Regions from separate parts of the Mus musculus genome. Here regions 2 and 3 are each linked to region 1. The links are chromatin contacts, called in public Hi-C and HiChIP or PLAC-seq maps. All regions are on one chromosome and are shown on one strand. Each heading gives the region's core, a stretch centred on a gene start, on an enhancer-like site or on the middle of the called end of the contact. The rest is flanking DNA. Distances are from core to core; before and after follow the strand shown. Region 1 has its middle 65 kb from the start of Gm33782. Region 2 has its middle 47 kb from the start of Gm34044. Region 3 has its middle 75 kb from the start of Gm34044.

The links. A called contact is a pair of places that touch in the nucleus more often than the background predicts. HiChIP or PLAC-seq counts read pairs in DNA pulled down with a chosen protein or histone mark.
Region 2: a Hi-C map of bone marrow-derived macrophages shows a contact between it and region 1, with 11 read pairs. The contact joins two enhancer-like sites. A contact is called at or near these places in 1 of 484 Hi-C or Micro-C datasets (bone marrow-derived macrophages) and 2 of 115 datasets of contacts at active chromatin or transcription factors (embryonic basal ganglia and embryonic stem cells).
Region 3: an H3K27ac HiChIP or PLAC-seq map of thymic regulatory T cells shows a contact between it and region 1, with 3 times the contacts expected there. The contact joins two enhancer-like sites. A contact is called at or near these places in 1 of 484 Hi-C or Micro-C datasets (CD4 T cells) and 4 of 115 datasets of contacts at active chromatin or transcription factors (bone marrow-derived dendritic cells, large pre-B cells, memory CD8 T cells and 1 more).

The regions. Positions count from the first base shown.
Region 1 is chr10:96,372,898-96,375,793 of GRCm38.p6, forward strand. No RefSeq gene overlaps it. Among named protein-coding and RNA genes, the nearest start is that of Gm33782, 65 kb to the left of the region's middle. Within about 2 kb of position 1,529, at least 141 of the 459 cell types and tissues checked have an H3K27ac peak or open chromatin away from gene starts, as enhancers often do. A contact at or near this core is called in bone marrow-derived macrophages, memory CD8 T cells and thymic regulatory T cells, where this site is marked.
Region 2 is chr10:97,281,563-97,284,458 of GRCm38.p6, forward strand. No RefSeq gene overlaps it. Among named protein-coding and RNA genes, the nearest start is that of Gm34044, 47 kb to the left of the region's middle. Within about 2 kb of position 1,424, at least 11 of the 459 cell types and tissues checked have an H3K27ac peak or open chromatin away from gene starts, as enhancers often do. A contact at or near this core is called in bone marrow-derived macrophages, where this site is marked.
Region 3 is chr10:97,159,775-97,162,670 of GRCm38.p6, forward strand. No RefSeq gene overlaps it. Among named protein-coding and RNA genes, the nearest start is that of Gm34044, 75 kb to the right of the region's middle. Within about 2 kb of position 1,362, at least 29 of the 459 cell types and tissues checked have an H3K27ac peak or open chromatin away from gene starts, as enhancers often do. A contact at or near this core is called in memory CD8 T cells and thymic regulatory T cells, where this site is marked.

The DNA of each region.
Region 1 (2,896 bases), core at 279-2,778:
TCAAAGAGCAGCTCTTTGTCTCGGCTTTAACAGCTGCTGAGTGAGAGAGCCGAGGCTTACACTCTTGTCTAAGTTGTTTAGAGTACGCTGGGCAGTCTCAGCGTATTCCTAATGACCCGAGCTCCCTCTGAGCCCTGTGAAGTGAAGAGGAATAAGATGTATGGTCCGTACTCAACACCTACAGTTCTAGTCAGGAGACAGATCAAGAGAATGCCTTGGTAGGCACAAGAAAGGGTACAGAAGCCCACAAAAGCCATGAATCACAGAGGCCTCCAGGGGTAGAGGAATCCTAGAGGAGGATAGGCTAGAGAGAGGCTTGGAAGAAAGCTCAGGCTTTAGAAACACAGAGGGTCCATTTACTCTTCCAGAAGGGACTGTGTCAAACTGAGAATGCCTACGAGGAGGTCAGAGAGCGCAGTGAGCAGCTACCACTGTGTTGTCTATGTTAGCACAGGGGGAGTCCTCTGACACCCTTGTGCCTCACAGTATGGCCTAAGCTCTGATATCCGTAACCACTCCTCCCCCAGAGACTGTTAGAAATGCAGAATTCGGTGCCTGGCATCAGAAGCACTCAAACAGAATCTGCAAGATCTCCGTGAACATTTGAGAATCGCTAGGCTCAGTCTTTCCAGAGTCCTTCTTTTCGATGCATCACAAAGACTGAGCAGAATCCACAGGCCCTTTTCTCTGCCCTTTGCCCCACCCCTACCCCTTCTGCAGAAGCCTCCTTGTCTATCAGGGCCTGAGAGACGCTTCCTCTTAACTGCTCTACCTAAAACCCAGCATCCTCTTCCTGTCGCTTGAATGCCATGCTCTTCTTGGCCTCCCTCAGGGCCACTGATCTGTGAATGTCTGCCTTTGAGAATGCGAAGCAAAGCTATTGGGCACTCAGATAACTACAAAACAGGGTGACCTCTGACAGGAGCTAGTCTCAAGCAACTGGCCTGTGTATGTCGTGGTGAGCCTGAAAGAATACTGTACATCAGCATTGCTTGTGCTCCACAGGGCCTGTGAAAGGGCAGCACAGCCCTCACCTTGGAATAGGAACACCCCAGGCTTAGAGAAGTATCCCCAAACCTGGAGTGGGGCCTGCTGGCTCATCTGGCTATTTGGTTCAGACTTCTGATTCACAGCCACCATCCAAGAAGATTCCAGGTTCAGTAGAATTCAGGGAAAGAGACCCTGTGGCTGGGTGTGGCGTCATTCTTCTGTAATTCCAACATGTGGGATGCTGAGGTAAGATGACAGTGAGTTTGAGGCCACCACAGACTCCAGTTTGAGCTCCTGTTCTCCACACATATAGGAAACATTGTGCACCAACTCCGAAATGTGCTCTGGCTTCAGTCATGACACATGTTTTGAACTTGTGACTCCCAATCACATAACACAACACAATAAAGCAAGAAAGACGACGACAACAACAACAACAAATTGAACAAACTGAACTGACAGCTCTTCTTAGAGCCTTCAGAGAATTGAGGTCACAGACTGCTGCCGACAAGCAAGAGCGGCAGGCCCATGAGTGTGGAGAACGTCAGTTCACCAAAAGCAGAAGTGTGGAAACAGAAACCACTACCACCCACCAACAAATTGCTATTGTTCCCGTCTGCTCAAGCCTGAGAATTGGATATCTTAGAGGGTCTAAACAAAGGAACTTTCCTGAGTTTTACTGATATTAGACTCCTACTGTGAAAAAACAAAAGTAAAATACTGTATTGCTTCCCCACGGGGTAGGGACATCGTCATTTTAAAATATACCTGAAGTTCTGGGTTCTCCTTGCTAAGACTTAACCTTCAGGACACTGGTGCAGCAGAGCCTGACTCATGGGGTTTTACCAGGGGCTTAACTGATCTGGGAAGGGAAATACCCAACTTGGCCTCACTGAAACACGGAACTGATCCGGGACTGTTAAATTGTCTCTTCCTTCTACCAACAGGTCAACAGCCCTCCCAAGAACACAGAGAGAGCAGCAGAAAAAACCTGCAGGCCTCAAGCCGGTTCAGGAGTCTTTAGGCTGACCCAAAGATAACAGAGGTGGCACAAAGGACATGGGAAGTTCCATCTCTTTCACACATCTAAGCCTCCAGAAATGATAGCCAGATAAACACAAAGGGACACTAAACTCAGATGCCTCTACAGTGAAGCTCTTCGTGTACCCAAGTAGTAGTCTGCTCACATGGAATGTTCTAGCACCTCTACTTAGTATAAAGGACTAAGGGAAACAGCCACATGGTTTGGCATTAAGAGAAGAAATAAAGTCACTTTACAAAGCCCTGACAGTTGTCCTTTAGCCACAAGCAAGTATTTATCCTGAGGTCCTCCGGCCCTGTGAAATCCACAACAGCTGAGACATCCCTCGTGGTTCACGCCTATAATCCCATTACTTGGAAGGCTGAGTCAAGGAGCTAGCCTTGAACTTCAGGCCAGCCTGGGCTACAGAGAATGACCCTAACTAAGAAATAAAAACACACAGGAATTGTACTTTAGAGCCTTAGGAGATTATATGTTTCAAGTCATCAAGCTGTCAATGAAGGCTTTATGGTTTATTGTGATAAGAAGTTCAGTTAATTAGTAAGTATTTTAGATGATGTTCTCTTGGTGAGTCTTGTTTTTTTTTTTTTAATTAGCTATTTTCTTTATTTACATTTCAAATGTTATTCCCTTTCCTAGTTTCCCCTCTGAAAACCCCCTATCCCTCCTCCCACCCCTGCTCACCAACCCACCCACTCCCTCTTCCTGGCCTTGGCAGTCCCCTACACTGGGGCATAGAACCTTCACAAGACCAAGGGCCTCTCCTCCCATTGATGACCGACTAGGCCATCCTCTGCTACATATGCAGCTAGGGCCATGAGTCCCACCATGTGTTTTCTTTGATTGGTGATTTATACCCAGGGA
Region 2 (2,896 bases), core at 174-2,673, 910 kb after region 1:
TTTGCATGACCAATGGGCCTCTCTTTCCACTGATGGCCGACTAGGCCATCTTTTGATACATATGCAGCTAGAGACACAAGCTCCGGGGGGGGGGGGGGTACTGGTTAGTTCATATTGTTGTTCCACCTATAGGGTTGCAGATCCCTTTAGCTCCTTGGTTACTTTCTCTAGCTCCTCCATTGTGGGCCCTGTGATCCATCCAATAGCTGACTGTGAGCATCCCCTTCTGTGTTTGCTAGGCCCTGGCATAGTCTCACAAGAGACAGCTATATCTGGGTCCTTTCAAGAAAATGCCTCTGTATTTTAGAATTTCTGGTGTTAACAAAGGAATTAAGGAACAAATGGAAGTCTAGTTGACTTGATTTGTTTAAAGACTGAGATTATGAAAATTTTGTTTGCATTATTTGATGATAATATTCATAGCCATCCAAGTAGGTCACTTAATCTACCTAAATAAGGGTGCTAATTTTTTATTGCTTAGATTATTAATGAAAATGTAGATAAAATGTAATAATAGATGATAATCTAACCAGGAATTATCATTGTATCAGAAGTATGTACAGACAGAGACCGGGTGATCATTCAGTGATTAGAAGCAAGCACTGGCTGTTTTCATTAAGGACTCAAGGTTCAGTTCCTAGCACCCACATGGTCACTCATAACACCCTGTATCTCCAGTTCCAGGAAATTTAATGCCTTCCTCTGACTCCCATGGTCTTCTATACAAAAGCAGTACACAGATATTCAACAGGGTTCACATACATGCACACAAACAATCTTAAACAATGTGTCTTATATCAATCAATCTTAAACAATAAGTTTACAGACATAGCTCACTTTCCATCTCCTTCATTCCTTCCTTCCTCCCCTCCCTCCCTCCCTCCTTCTTTCCTTCCCTCCCTTCCTCTTTCCTTCCTGACTTCTCTCCTTACTTTGTTCTTTCCTCCTCTTTTGCTGTCACCCAAATACTTCCTTCTTCTCCTCTGTATTCATCTTCTTCCCTATCTGTCTCTGTCTCCTTCCTTGAACCCTCCTTCCTTTTGTGACAGGATCCACTTATGAAGTCCAGACTAACCTCAAGCTGACTCTGAAATACAATGACTGGCAAGTGGTTAACCCTATGTCTTTTCGAATGTAACAATGCAACTTATCTCAAATTCAAGATTTGGGAAAAAATTACTTGAGAGATAAATGAAAATCTCCATGCCCTTAAAAATAGCCGAATGTGGGCCACTCCTAGAGCTGTTTGTTTTTAAATGATATACAGTGAAAACACAATTATTAAGAATGAGAAACCCAGCTGTGATTTGGGTCTATCAAATTTCGGGAAGTTGCTTTTTTTTCACTATTTATAGTCTATGGAAGCTAAAGTCTACTTTTGTAAGAAAATTTCCTTCAATTTGAAAGTCAGTGTTTATTTTAAAAGGGGAAGAATCCATATGGTTTTGACTCCCCCACACTTGACTCATCCAAATGCAGTTTTGTAAGAGCTGTTTGAAGTAGAAAGCTTTTTGAAAAATTTTTTATGAGCTTTTTTGTCTCTTTTCCTCCTCAGAAAAGGAAGTGATGCTTTGCCAAGTATAAACAAAGTTAATCACTAAACAATTTTATGTCCTAAAATAATGAAACTGGAGTGCGTGTTGAATTTGACAGAAGTAACTCTTTCATCCTCAATGAAATTGTTGCCCAAACTTGTTCAGAGACAGCTTTCTCGGAAGGACCACTCCTGGCAAAAGCAATGCCACTCCACAGGCTTCCAGGGAAACACAGGACAGTAGCTGCATCTTTTGTTTCCCGCCCAGAGTATACTTACTGCATTTGGGGGCAGGGGACACACAGAAGTCACAGAAGAAGGTTATTAAATGTTATGACTGGGCCAAATAATTAGCTCTCAGGAACATAAGTGATGAAGCCATGCTACATGGGTACCTTTCAGGACTGTGACCTGACCAGTAAGTCCTGGACAGTTAGAACATGTTCCTATGCATGTTTTCATAATGAAATCTAGAATCATGGTCAGGACACTGAGGCCTGCTGGCTGAGAGCAGCTATTAGCTGCTTTCATAAATAAAGTTTTATAGACATAAGCAAACCCATTCATGTCCATATTGCACATGCCTGGTTTTGTTTTACAAGGATAGCCACCATCTGAAAGGCAAAACATAAGCTATTTTTAGTATAAGCCTTTTTATTAATTCTTTGAGAATGGTCATAGAATATACTTTAACAATATTCACCACCAACTCCTCTTCTTAACTCTACCCAGATCCACCCCCAACGTCATGTTTTTGTGCCCCCCCCCAAAAAAAAACTACCCATTAGCTCCAATTTGTGCTGTCCATGAAATTCCAGGGATAGGGACATCCACTGGAGTGTGGTCACCCTACTAGGGTTTATACTTTGTTTCCTTAAGTGATCTTTCCCCCAAAAGAACCATCAATTGTCCATATATCCTCAGTTATCACTGGGGTTCATGAAACCCCTCCTACTCCATGCTGACTGGTTTGATCTTGTGAAGGTCTCATGCAGACAACCATGGCTTCTGTGAGCTCATGAATACAGTGGTCCAGTTATATCCAGAAGATACTGCTTCTCAAGGTGCCTCTCTGACCTCTGGTTCTTAAAGCCTTTCAATACCTTCTTCCTTGGTTGTCTCTGAGGCTGGGGCAGCAGATATGAGCACAGGTGAGCATTCCAAGGACATTTCTTCTGTTGACTCTGACTACTAGTGATAAGCCAAAATTATTACTGTGTCCTTTCCACAAAACAAGGTCATGTGACTCCTAGTAAGGTTCATACAGAGCACATATGTAACACTGATCTGCTAAACTTTTACTGTGGTTCAAATGGTGATTTTTTTTAAAAAATAAAATGCTGTTTTATTTTTCATTACCAA
Region 3 (2,896 bases), core at 112-2,611, 790 kb after region 1:
GTAGTAGCTGGGTGGCGACCATTGATGGGAGCTTCTGGATAAGGCACACAAATCTTAAAACAGGGTTGCTTTTTTTTTTTTTTTTTAAATCAAGTCTCTGAAACTTAAAAGGATTGGATCATGTCAGCCAAATGCTGGCTATCCTGGAAAATGGTACAGGGAGGAGGGAATGGATGGTCATCCCGATGTGAGGTACTAGGCAGTGTCTTTATGTACCGAATAGCTCATTCTGCAGATTGTCTTCCTCACTCATGCTACCTTGCATGTGTGCTCGAGCAGGGGATGCTCATAAAGACTGCGACTCAAATGCACAGCTTTGCAAACATCTCTAATGAGCTTATCATCTGTAATGTAATGGAGACATCTTTATAACTTATATAAAGTGAGTGGGTAAAGTGAGTGAAATGAGGTGTGTGCCCCCAACTTTTTTCCCTATTGCTTTAATATCGACAGCAAACTGAGGCCACATTCCTATACATTACAAAGGGTGACTCGGTTACACAGAGAAGGCCACTTATTGCAAGTAACCACTCTGTGTTTTGGTTTATGGAACTCCTGGCAAACTCGTGTTTTTCTGTCATGAAAAAATCTTCAGGGTTACTCTAATTGACCCAGTTTTTCCATAAATACCGTTCTGGTGGATTGCTGTTCCGTTCTCCCTCTAGAGGAAATAGTGAGCATTACAACTCAGTCTCAGAGAGGTGGGGGAAGCAGTCTAATTGAAATACAGGCTTGAGACTAATAACATAGCTCAGTACTAGAAGCCATCACGATCAGGAACTCTAAATGCACAGCCCCTTCTGTATTCGTCCAGTGCCAGTATCAGTATGTGTATTTTCCCTAAAGCAAACAAGCAAACAAAATGTCTTTAACCCTGTTCAAGTGTCTTTCCTGAAAACAACGGATGTACTGAGATAGCCATCTTCTTGTATACTGGGAATATAGAAGGCTGGATGTCAGGCTGCTGCTTATTCACCGGTAGTCCATTTCCTCTGGTAAAATTAAAATATTTGTCTTTTTCTCCAGTCAAATAAGAAACTAATAAAATGTATAAAGGGCATAAGAGGTGACTTATAATAGAGAGTTCTTTTCTTTTCCAAAAAACTCATAGCCATACTTAGAAGTAAACACACAGAGATACACACACACACACACACACACACACACACACACACACACACACTTTACAACTACCACCACCACCAAATAGACCTTACAGGAAGTTTCTTCTCTGTTTGATATCTCCTCATCTAAGCTCCTGCCTTACATTTCAGAACAATGACAGGACTTGTCTCTCCAGTGTGGGTACCGTGGAAAGGCCAGCACAAGGAGATAGCCTGGGTGACAGGAAGTCTGTTATCAGAAATCTGTGCCAGTGCAGGGAGGGGCTGACGAGTGGAAGGCTAGAGGAAAAAGGGAGGGGAGACTTAATGTATGTCCTTGTAAAAAGAAGCCAGTGTGTGTTCTATCTGCATTTTGAAAGCTTGAGCAATTACTAATGAAATGTTTGCTTCTTCAAATTATTGTTGGTGAGAGTAACGGAAGCATTAGAAATTTTCTTTCATTTATTTCTTTAGTGCTGTCTGTTATTTTATGGATAATACATGTGATAAATTCCATGAGGTGGTAAGTAAATATTGCTTCTTTTCTACTCTCTAATCTCTTAACTCCCCTCACAAACACACACAGCACAGAATTTACCATCCTCTTATGATTGGTCTGGGGATCTGAGACCATGCGCAGAAGTCACATCATACACCTTGAGCAGGTGGTCTTTATGTATCTCGGAATATATATTCATCAATTCATCAATTGATGAATAAAGAGCCCATGGAATTTAAAGACACAAAGACTGGGTCTTCGGGAAGGTTTGGAGGACGTAAGAAACAGAGGAAATGAAGTAATTATATTATAATCTCAAAAGTAAAATAAAGAATTAAAAATATTTCCTGAGACAATATACATATAAATAAGAATATACATTATGTACTTAGTCAGTGTTCCATTGCCACGAAGAGACCCCATGACCACAGCAACTCTTATAAAGGAAAACATTTAATTGGGTTTTCCTTATGGTTTCAGAGGCTTAATATGAACTGACATTCTAGCAGAAAGCCGGTGTGCAGGCAGACATGGTGCTGGAGAAGTTGAGAGTTGCACATCTGGTCCATAGGCAGCAGGAAGAGGGAGAGACTCTAGGTTTGGCCTAGGCTTCTGAAACCTCAAAGACCATCCCCAATGACACCCTTCTTCCATGAACCCTTCCAAATAGTGCTCCCTCCAAGCATTCAAATATATGAGCCTATGTGGCCATTCTTATTCAAAGCACATTATACATGTATATTTGATTCTCTTGACTTTAGGAACTATGTTCTACAGGTTCTTTGTGATCACCAAATTGAGTTTTGTGTCTATTGTAGTACTGTTCCTATGGGGAACACAAAAGCAGGTTTCTGTAAGCCTCTTGTCTACTGATCAATATATAATCTTATTTTATGTGTGGAGACATCTTACTTATGATTCATTAACATCGAACTCACAGTCAATGGCATTATAATTCATGCCTGGACAAAGCTCTTCTGTCACACGTTTTCTTGGCAAGGCACACAGCAATATTCATGCATGGAGGAATACTAGACAGCACATTCACACTTGCCTCAAAAAGTGCTTTAAAGAATAAAATTATCAAGAAGAAACAAGAAAAATTGGGAAAATCCAGCACTTATTAGATCATGAAAAGGATATTCATTTATGAAAAGAGTTGCCAAAACGCAGTAGTGCGTCACTCCACCTAGAACTTTCCCCCCCCCCCCCCCCGTATTGGTTTACGAAGTCACAGAATTTAGCAAGTAGATAAATCTACAGATAATGAGGAATAGCTGTACATAGATGTGTG